Regions from separate parts of the Mus musculus genome. Here all the other regions are linked to region 2. The links are chromatin contacts, called in public promoter capture Hi-C maps. All regions are on one chromosome and are shown on one strand. The core of a region is the stretch at or near the end of the contact, and the rest is flanking DNA. Distances in the headings are between cores, read along the strand shown.

Region 1 (2,700 bases), core at 17-2,516, 2.1 Mb after region 2:
TTCTGAGTTCAAGGCCAGCCTGGTCTACAGAGTGAGTTCCAGGACTGCCAGGGCTATACAAAGAAACCCTGTCTCAGGAAAAAAAAAAATCCTCCTGCCTTAGCCTCCCAAGTAACTGGAATTATTACAAGCATGTGCTAATAGTACAAACTGCAGAGCACATTTTCTTCCCCAATCCAAACCAAAGCTTCCCAAGAAAGAGAAAGCTATGCGTAACCTCTGTGATTGTAAGGATGATGGACCAAGAGTCAGCAGCCACAGAACTTTCATTTCCTTTAGCAGGTACTTGAGAGAACTTAATGGGATATAAATAGTTATTTCTGCTCCTTTGGTTTCCAATATCCATGTGTAATTTAGGTCGAGGGGTAGTACTGCCACCTTGTCTTTTCAGGTGGGAGTGTTGGACAACACTGGTTCTTCCTTTAGACTCAGATTGGAAATGTCAGATTTGGGCGAAGGGGGAGGGAGCATTTATTATTTCCCAATAGAAGGGACTTGAACAAGACTGATGGGGTAGCCTGATCTCAAGTCGTTCTGCTGGCACTGCACCATTTTCTGTGTTGTTACCTAGTCTTTTCCCCAGGGTAATATTCTGGTTTTGTTTTTTGTTTTTGTTTTTGTTTTCTGTCTTGTCTCTCACTGTTCACAACTTGGGATACTCATTATTTTTCTTTTGAAATCTTGTGCACATCACACCGTCATTTGACAAATAGTTTCTGAGTTCTACTGTATTGTGCTGGAAGTCACACAAATCACGTCTAGTTTGAATTATGACTCTGCTGGGGATCTGTTTTAGGAAGACCACATACAGTACACATCCGAGTCACAATCATCTTGTAGCCCTGAACGACCTGGAGACGATGGCTTCATTTGCCAGACCATTCCAATCCAAATTCCCAGGTAGACGTTTCCGGAAGAGGAAGTAAGGTCAGAAGTAGCATTTCCAGGAAGTTCTCTGGAACCCACTTCTACCTAACCCAGAACAAACTTTTAAAGACATATGTCCTTAGGTGATGGCTCCCCACTCCTACCCCTAAAATTAAGACAATCTTTTCCAGTAGGAGGAAAAATTATTTTATTTAATATCAGGGACTAGAATTTGAAAATAAGACTGTAGACAAGGAAACAACAAAGCCTGGTGGCCTCGCTGGTTGCTATGACAAGCAAATACAAGCCAGCCAATCAACGTGCAGAAAGGCCTTCCAGTCTAGCCAATGGGTTGCGCGCGCCCTGCGTGCGTCTACCCAATAGTGCGTCAGCGGCGCGGTATTTGAATCGCGGACCGGGCGGTGGACGCGGAGCGGCGGGGCCCTGACCCTCCCAACGGTGTCGCAGACCGGAGTGGCTGTGCCTCGTCCGCACTTGCCAGGGCGGCCCTCATGGCGCTGCTCCGACGCCCGACGGTGAGTGCGCCGGGGCTACGGTGCCCTGTCCTGCCGGGTAGCCCGGGAGGCTGCCGGAGAGGCCCTGGCAGAGCTAAAGCGGTCCAGAGGCCCGGCCTGGGGTCTTCATTCCTGTTACCACTCAGGGCTGTGCTGCGCTGGGGATGAGGACCGGGAGGAACCGGGAAGCCGCCCAGTGCCATTTCTCTACTTTTCACATTTTTCAGTTTGCTTCGTGTGAGCTTCCCATTCGCGTCTTCATACTGCCTTCCTGGCCAAGGTCATTAAAGTGTGGTTTTGTCCTCTTAAAAAAAAAAAAAAACAGAAATAACAAAATGAAAACAAATACCCACCTAAGTGCTGGGCGGTGGTGGTGCACGCCTTTAATCCCAGCACTTGGGAGGCAGAGGCAGGCGGATTTCTGAGTTCGAGGCCAGCCTGGTCTACAGAGTGAGTTCCAGGACAGCCAGGGCTATTCAAAGAAACCCTGTCTCGAAAAAAGCAAAAAACAAAAAACAAAAACACCCAAGTGTAAGAGGAAACGTACAAAACTTGGATCCTAGGATGGCAGACAGTTGGGCAAAAGGCCAAATTCCTTTAATTACCTTTTTGAGAATGAAAGTATTACTGACTTTTAGGCTTTAATTGTACTAGGGTCGGTCTACTTTAGTTGAAAACAAGAGGGCCCCCGACACAGCTGCTGCCATTGTCCTGGCTAGTTAAAAGCCTCCAATTCCTCTTCCCAGTGAATTCAGGGGTACCCCTCATTACCAGGCTTTAACTCATAAGAAATTGAACTTTCAAACTCATTTTGAATTTAGCCGTGGGAAGCTAGCAGTAAAGACCGAACAGCTTAGATTTGGGGATCAGAATCCTAAACAATGAGGAACATACAGTCAGGGTTCATGTCTTGTAGCTCTAACTGCCACTAACAAGTTAATTTTTGTCTAATTTGTTCTTTCAAATTATTTAACAGTTAAAGTCTTGTGTAGGGATGGGGTACAGTTTATCTGGTCTATCCTACACAGGTCATCTTAAAAAAAAACAAAAAAACCCCAACCTTTGGAGAGGTTTTTTTGTTTGTTTTGTAGGATTAGTTCCCCCCCTCCCCCAACACTCAGAAAGTTAAATATTTTTTTCTCATGGAATACTTGTTATTGTACCACACTGTAAACTTTGGGGTATGAATAGCAAGCCTTGTTTCTTAACTGTATTCAAGATGAAGGCAATTAATTTCAAGTAACACTATTTTTTTTTTTTTTCGTTTTCATTCAAGTCTGACTCTCCCAATACTTGAGAGGTAAAATGACTTCCCCAT
Region 2 (2,700 bases), core at 78-2,577:
TGTGTGTGTGTGTGTGTCTAAGGAGACCAGGGGTGGGTGCAACCTTCCCCCGTCCAGAGGTGGCACAGCCATGCACCCGGCTCTGGAAACCCACCTTCAATGAATGCATTAGCCTCCCCTTCGGATGCCGCCGCCGCCCCCCATCCCCTTTGCAGCAGCAATGTGCCTAGGCTGTTCTACCCCAGCGATGGAGGATCCTCTTACCAGATGGAGTTCTTGATCTTGTGTTGCAGAGCGTTGGCCTCTGTCCCTGGCAGCCCGGGCACAAGGGCTGGCAGAGCCACCCCGGGGTTGGGGGCGCTGAGGGGAAGCTGCTGAGGGGCATCGAGCTGCTGTGGTGGCGGCTGTTGTTGTTCCTCTGCCATCGCTGCTGGAGGGGAGGGAGGGAAGATGGGGGCGCGGGGAAGGGTGAGGGAAGAGACGCGGAGGGGAGGACGACGAGGGGAGGAGGAGGGGGAGGGGAGGAAGAGGAGGAGGAGGGGGAGGAAGAGGAGGAAGGAAGGAAGCTGGATAAGCTAGGCCTATACCCCAGGGCTCGAGTGAGTCGCTTTCTCCGGCCGCCTGAGGGACATCCCCGGGGAGACCGCGCGGCTCCTCGCGGCTCTCGTCACGGTTCCTCTCCCGGTTCTCCTCGCGGTTCTCGTCACGGTTCCTCTCCCGGTTCTCCTTACGGCCCCGCGCGTCACCGCGGCAGAGGCATGGCGGCGCCCCTCAGCCCCCCGTCAGCGGCCGGGGCTGGGGGGCGTCTGAAGAACGAGGTCCGTGGTCGGGCGCCCCCTCGGCCCCAAAATCCAACCCGACGGGTCTCTCGGGGGGCCTGCCTCCCCGGCCGCCCTCCCCCGGGGGCCTGGCGCCTCCGAGCTCCCCCACGCCGCTCGCTCCCTCGCTCGCTCCCGGCCCCGCCGCCGCCGCGGCCACTGCTGCCCTGCCAGCCCGGAGCAGCCCAGCGCGCGCAGCCGCACTGCGGCCCGGCGCAGACGGCACAACACCTACCGCGCGGCCGGGGGGCGTGGACGCGCGTGTGCGGGCGCGGCGCGGGGGCCGCAGGGGGGCGCGGAGCGCGCGGGGCGGAGCGGAGCGGCTACGGGCCGCGGGCCCAGGAAGCCGCGGCGGGGGCCCCGAGGGAGCGGTCGGGTGGCTGCGGCGGCCGAGGGGGTTGGGGGGGCGTGTTGGGGGCGGGGAGCGGGCTCGCGTGACGGCGGCAGGGAGTGGACCTGTGCCACCGTGCGGCGTGGAAGGGAGAATTGATCGCTTCCTAGTGTGTAAGGTGAAACGAATCTACACGCCCTCCCGCCCCCACTACACGCTCGCGAGCGTTTCCCCTCTACTAGTCAGGACTGCTTCCTCTCTCAGCCACCGGACTGAGCTGGAGCAGGTGAGAGCTTTTCGACGAGCTAGCGCAGCGAGCCTACTCGGTCTGGTCGGAAAATGGCAAGTGGCAAGCTGGTGGAAGTGCTCCTCGGTCGGGCATTCAAAGCCCTCCAAATCTGGCCCCACTTTAGCCGTCCAATCACAGCCGCCTCCATCCCCCCTGCAAGAACTCCCAGCTCCAATCAGTGAAGTCTCCATGCCATCCTCAGCGCGCAGCAGATTCATTCTTCCTTGGTGCCTTTGCCCATGCTGTTCCCCACCCCACCCCCTATGCCAGGAGTGCCCTCCCTGCTCTACACTCCCAATTCAGCCCAGGCTCGGAGACACACAGCTCAAGTCGCGGCTTGTCAGGGTCCCTGGCAGCCAAGGCCCCTCCTGTTTCTCAAAAGGAACACATGTAATACAACATGGAGGCGCGAGCTTCAGCCAAGAGCTCTTCCTTCGCAGCCATCTAAACTCACCCCAGCCAGAGACTGCCCACCATTTCGCCCCCTTCCCATTCATAGACAGCTTTGCTGGCTGAGAGTGAGACTCCCTGCCTCCAACAAATCATTCCTCTTAGAAGAGCAGAAGAATTAGCTTTTCTAGGTGGGGCTGGTCAGGAAGGCTAAGCGCCTGGGTGTAGAAGACAGCAGCCAAAGCCTCTGGCACCAGATGGAACAGCTGCACAGCTCGCACTGACCTTTCTCAGTGCCTGTGGCTGTAATGAGCCTCCCAGCCCGTAACTTCTCTGACAGTGTTTCTATCAGACTTGGCCCTGTCAGATTTTCTGGCCACTTTCCTGGATGGACTTTGAGCTAGGAGGCCCTGCCACCTTTCAGACTTCTAGTGGGTGGTGAATCTGATTGGCTTGGATTGCGTGGTCTTTTGAGTGCTCTGTTCCCTGCCTTGGCCTGAAACTCTCTTGCTTTGTCCATGTGGCCTCAGGCCTGGTTCATACAGACTGGAAGCCCATACTCTGAATGTTTGCACCTGGATGGGTGGAGGCAAGGACACCCTTGCAAAATACAGTTTCCTCCTGAGGATCCAGACTGTGTTCCAGAATGCATATTTATAATTCTGTATTCACGGGGAAGATGATATAAAAAGACAATGGGAAAAGTGGCCCAGACCCCTTTTTCTAATTTTTTTTTTTTAAACCCGAAGAGTGATGGCCTCACATTGCCACATTCGGGGAGGGGGGGGAGGGGGAGAATCAACAAAGAAAGGTAACTAGGACCTGCTAAAGACCTTAAGAAAAGGAAGTTGAGAACCGAGATGTCTTTAAAATAACTTCACTACCGGTGTCACACAGGCTGGCTTCCCGAGTGCAACTTTTCAGTTTTTAAT
Region 3 (2,700 bases), core at 174-2,673, 2.3 Mb after region 2:
GCATCTTTTTTAGTAAGCTTCACCCTCACCGCCAGTAAACAATGAGAAAGCCAGGAGGACAAGCTCCTCCACCACGAAGCAAGTGTGGAAACTTTGAAGCCTTCTAAAACCTTTTAAAAGTTTTTTTTTTAAGTTTTTAAAGTCCCCCCCCTTTCGGTCCGGGTGGCTGGCAATGTCTCTAAAATTCAATCTTTGTTTTTGTCCTTCAGTAGGAAAGCCACACCACGGCAAAGCCCAGGGGATGTGGCTAAGGTTATTTGGGATTGAGAGAGGAGGGTGGCTGGGCTGGGGACTTAGTCTCAAATGAGTTACAGAGAGGCTGTCCAACCCAGACACTCCCCCAAGTACCAAGTGGGAAAGAACAAAACCAGGAACGATCTCCGAGAGGGTGGCGGTCCTCTCGAGCTGGGGACCGGGTGGGGCCCTCCTCAGGAGGTGTTTACCCTACACAGGGACCCTACAGGCCTGGGCTCCCGGCCAGTTTGGCTGCCGCTGCGCGCTGTCGTCAGAGTCCCTGCAGCCCGGGCCACCGCCAGGTGCTCCGCAGTACCTGGCGCCCCTGCCTGCCTTTGTGCAGCGCTCGGCCCATCACCAGCGCAGGCGGGGCTGCCTAGGTCCTCCCCAATGCCAGGAGAACAACTGCGGGATCAGCCTGCCAGGGAGCTCACGCCAGTGCCTGCCCAGGGGAGAGGACCCGAGGGACACAGGCGTGCCCCTCACCTTCTCTAGAGGAGAAAAAAGTCTCCGGTCCCACGGCTGTGCCGGTGAAAACAGACGTGCCCACTCTCAAGCTTCAGACAGCTGGCAGCCACAACAACATTGGCACCAAAACTTTCGCGGCGCAGAAAGTCACTCCAGAGAGTTTTTCTTGTCCCTCCTCTCTCCCTCTTCCCGTTTAAGACCCGGTTTACAGCAAACAGCAGGAAATCAGCGCTCCAGAAGTGCACACTCCCGCGTCCACCTTCTCCACCCCCTGGCCTGGGCAGCTTGCCCAAGGTAGGTGCCCGCTCCGGGGCTTCCTGCCCCATCCCAGGGTCAGGCGTCCTGGGACGCGGCGCAGCCAACTCACCATGGTGACTCCCGCCGCGGTCGCGCCTCCGCCGGGTCCCGCTGCCTAGGCACTGAGGCTGGAACGCGGTCTCCTGGGCGAACTTCAAAAGTTGGTTCCCTTCGCCAAAAAACAAGCTCCCGACACCCAAGCACTCACAGGAGCCAATGGAAATCCAAGAGGGACTCCATCCAGGCGGGATCCGAAACGCTAGGTGAAGGCAAAACTTAGCAGACCCGGTGCACACTCAGACCTGGCGATCCCCAACTGTCTAGAGATGCACCCTGATGCGCTCTGCGGGATTGCTTGTCCAACTGCTTTGCCTGGACCCGCTTTCTCTTAACACTTAATCCGAACTCTTCTCTGGCTCAGGCTGGGCTCGGGCCGGGCAATCTGTCCATAAATGGAGAATTCAGCACAGGCCTGACCAATCAGAATTTGTTTTCGCAGCGTCACTCCTCAGGGAAGCCGAGGTAGCCAACAAGCGTGAACTACAAGAGTTTACAAAGGCCTCTGGATCCTGTAGTCCTGCGGCCTCGCTACCCCGCAGAGCGCGCCGCTGTCCTAGCCGTCCCCAGGGAGCCACCCCCAAACCGAAGGGATGAAAACACTTGGGGAGGTTAGGAAACCGCGCTCCTGTCGCTTCTCTTTACGGAGAAACTTAGCATCGACTTAGCTCCCACTCACAAGTCGCATGATTTTCCTAGATTCTTTTTTTTAAAGAAATATTTTTAACTGCTTAAAAGATCACAAAGTCGCAGCTCAAAGGAAATCCTTTTTCTTTTCTTCTCTCTCTCTTTCTCTCTTTCTCTCTTTTTTTTTTCTTTCTGGATTGTGAGGGAAGTCGAAAATACTTCCTCCACCCGTCTTTTGTACCTGAATTAATTTCCTTGGGAAGGGAGAGGAAGGGAGGGAGGGAGGGGGGGGAGAGAGAGAGAGAGAGAGAGAGAGGGAGAGAGAGAGAGAGAGAGAGAGAGAGAGAGAGAGAGAGAGAGAGAGAGAGGAGGAAGGAGAAGGAGAAGGAGAAGGAGAAGGAGAAGGAGAAGGAGAAGGAGAAGGAGAAGGAGAAGGAGAAGGAGAAGGAGAAGGAGAAGGAGAAGGAGAAGGAGAAGGAGAAGGAGAAGGAGAAGAAGAAGAAGAAGAAGAAGAAGAAGAAGAAGAAGAAGAAGAAGAAGAAGAAGAAGAAGAAGAAGAAGAAGAAGAAGAAGAAGAAGAAAAGAGAGAGACAGAGACCTTGGTCCTCGCGGTGTCCGGTTTCAGGAAGCCAGGTAGCCTAGGAGAGAGGGGAACGGGGATTCCTAAAACAGTATTAGGGAGTCTGACTCCTGGTGAAAGGGAAGACTGAGGAAGTAAACTCGCAGGGCCTCTGCGGGGCTGCGCTCCCAGGATCTGAGGAAGAAGAGTTCAGGAAGAAAAGAGCACAGAAAATCTTGAGATTCGGTCGTCCCCATTCACGTGAACCTAGGATCCTAGAGTTGCAACGGATAGTAAAAAATCAAATCATCTTGGCTAGGACGAGTTTTGCTCTTTGTTTTAATGTGGTGCATACCTTCAGAGGACTATGGCCAAACCAGGAAAAGGAGCGAATGCTGATACACCCTGCAACAGAGAAGGACCCAGGAAACCTAATTATGTGAAAGAGGTTGAGGTCA

Evidence for each region. Promoter capture Hi-C pulls out the DNA fragments that hold promoters and counts their contacts.
Region 1: a promoter capture Hi-C map of pre-B cells shows a contact between it and region 2, with 4 times the contacts expected there. The contact joins the promoter of Ccnb2 here to the promoter of 4930509E16Rik in region 2. A contact is called at or near these places in 2 of 39 promoter capture datasets (hippocampal neurons and pre-B cells).
Region 3: a contact with region 2 is called in a promoter capture Hi-C map of pre-B cells, with 5 times the contacts expected there. The contact joins the promoter of Myo1e here to the promoter of 4930509E16Rik in region 2. A contact is called at or near these places in 2 of 39 promoter capture datasets (liver and pre-B cells) and 1 of 484 Hi-C or Micro-C datasets (B cells).

What each region holds. Positions count from the first base shown.
Region 1 is chr9:70,420,120-70,422,819 of GRCm38.p6, reverse strand. Ccnb2 (cyclin B2) reads left to right here and starts at 1,266. Exons shown (of 9, transcript NM_007630.2): 1 at 1,266-1,403. The coding sequence starts at 1,380.
Region 2 is chr9:72,530,485-72,533,184 of GRCm38.p6, reverse strand. 4930509E16Rik (RIKEN cDNA 4930509E16 gene) reads left to right here and starts at 1,327. Exons shown (of 3, transcript NR_045735.1): 1 at 1,327-1,375. It overlaps Rfx7 (regulatory factor X, 7), which reads right to left and starts at 945. Exons shown (of 9, transcript NM_001033536.1): 1 at 205-945. The coding sequence starts at 365.
Region 3 is chr9:70,206,073-70,208,772 of GRCm38.p6, reverse strand. It overlaps Myo1e (myosin IE), which reads right to left and starts at 1,423. Exons shown (of 28, transcript NM_181072.3): 1 at 1,070-1,423. The coding sequence starts at 1,072. The region is part of intron 1 of Gm26849 (a long non-coding RNA gene); the gene reads left to right.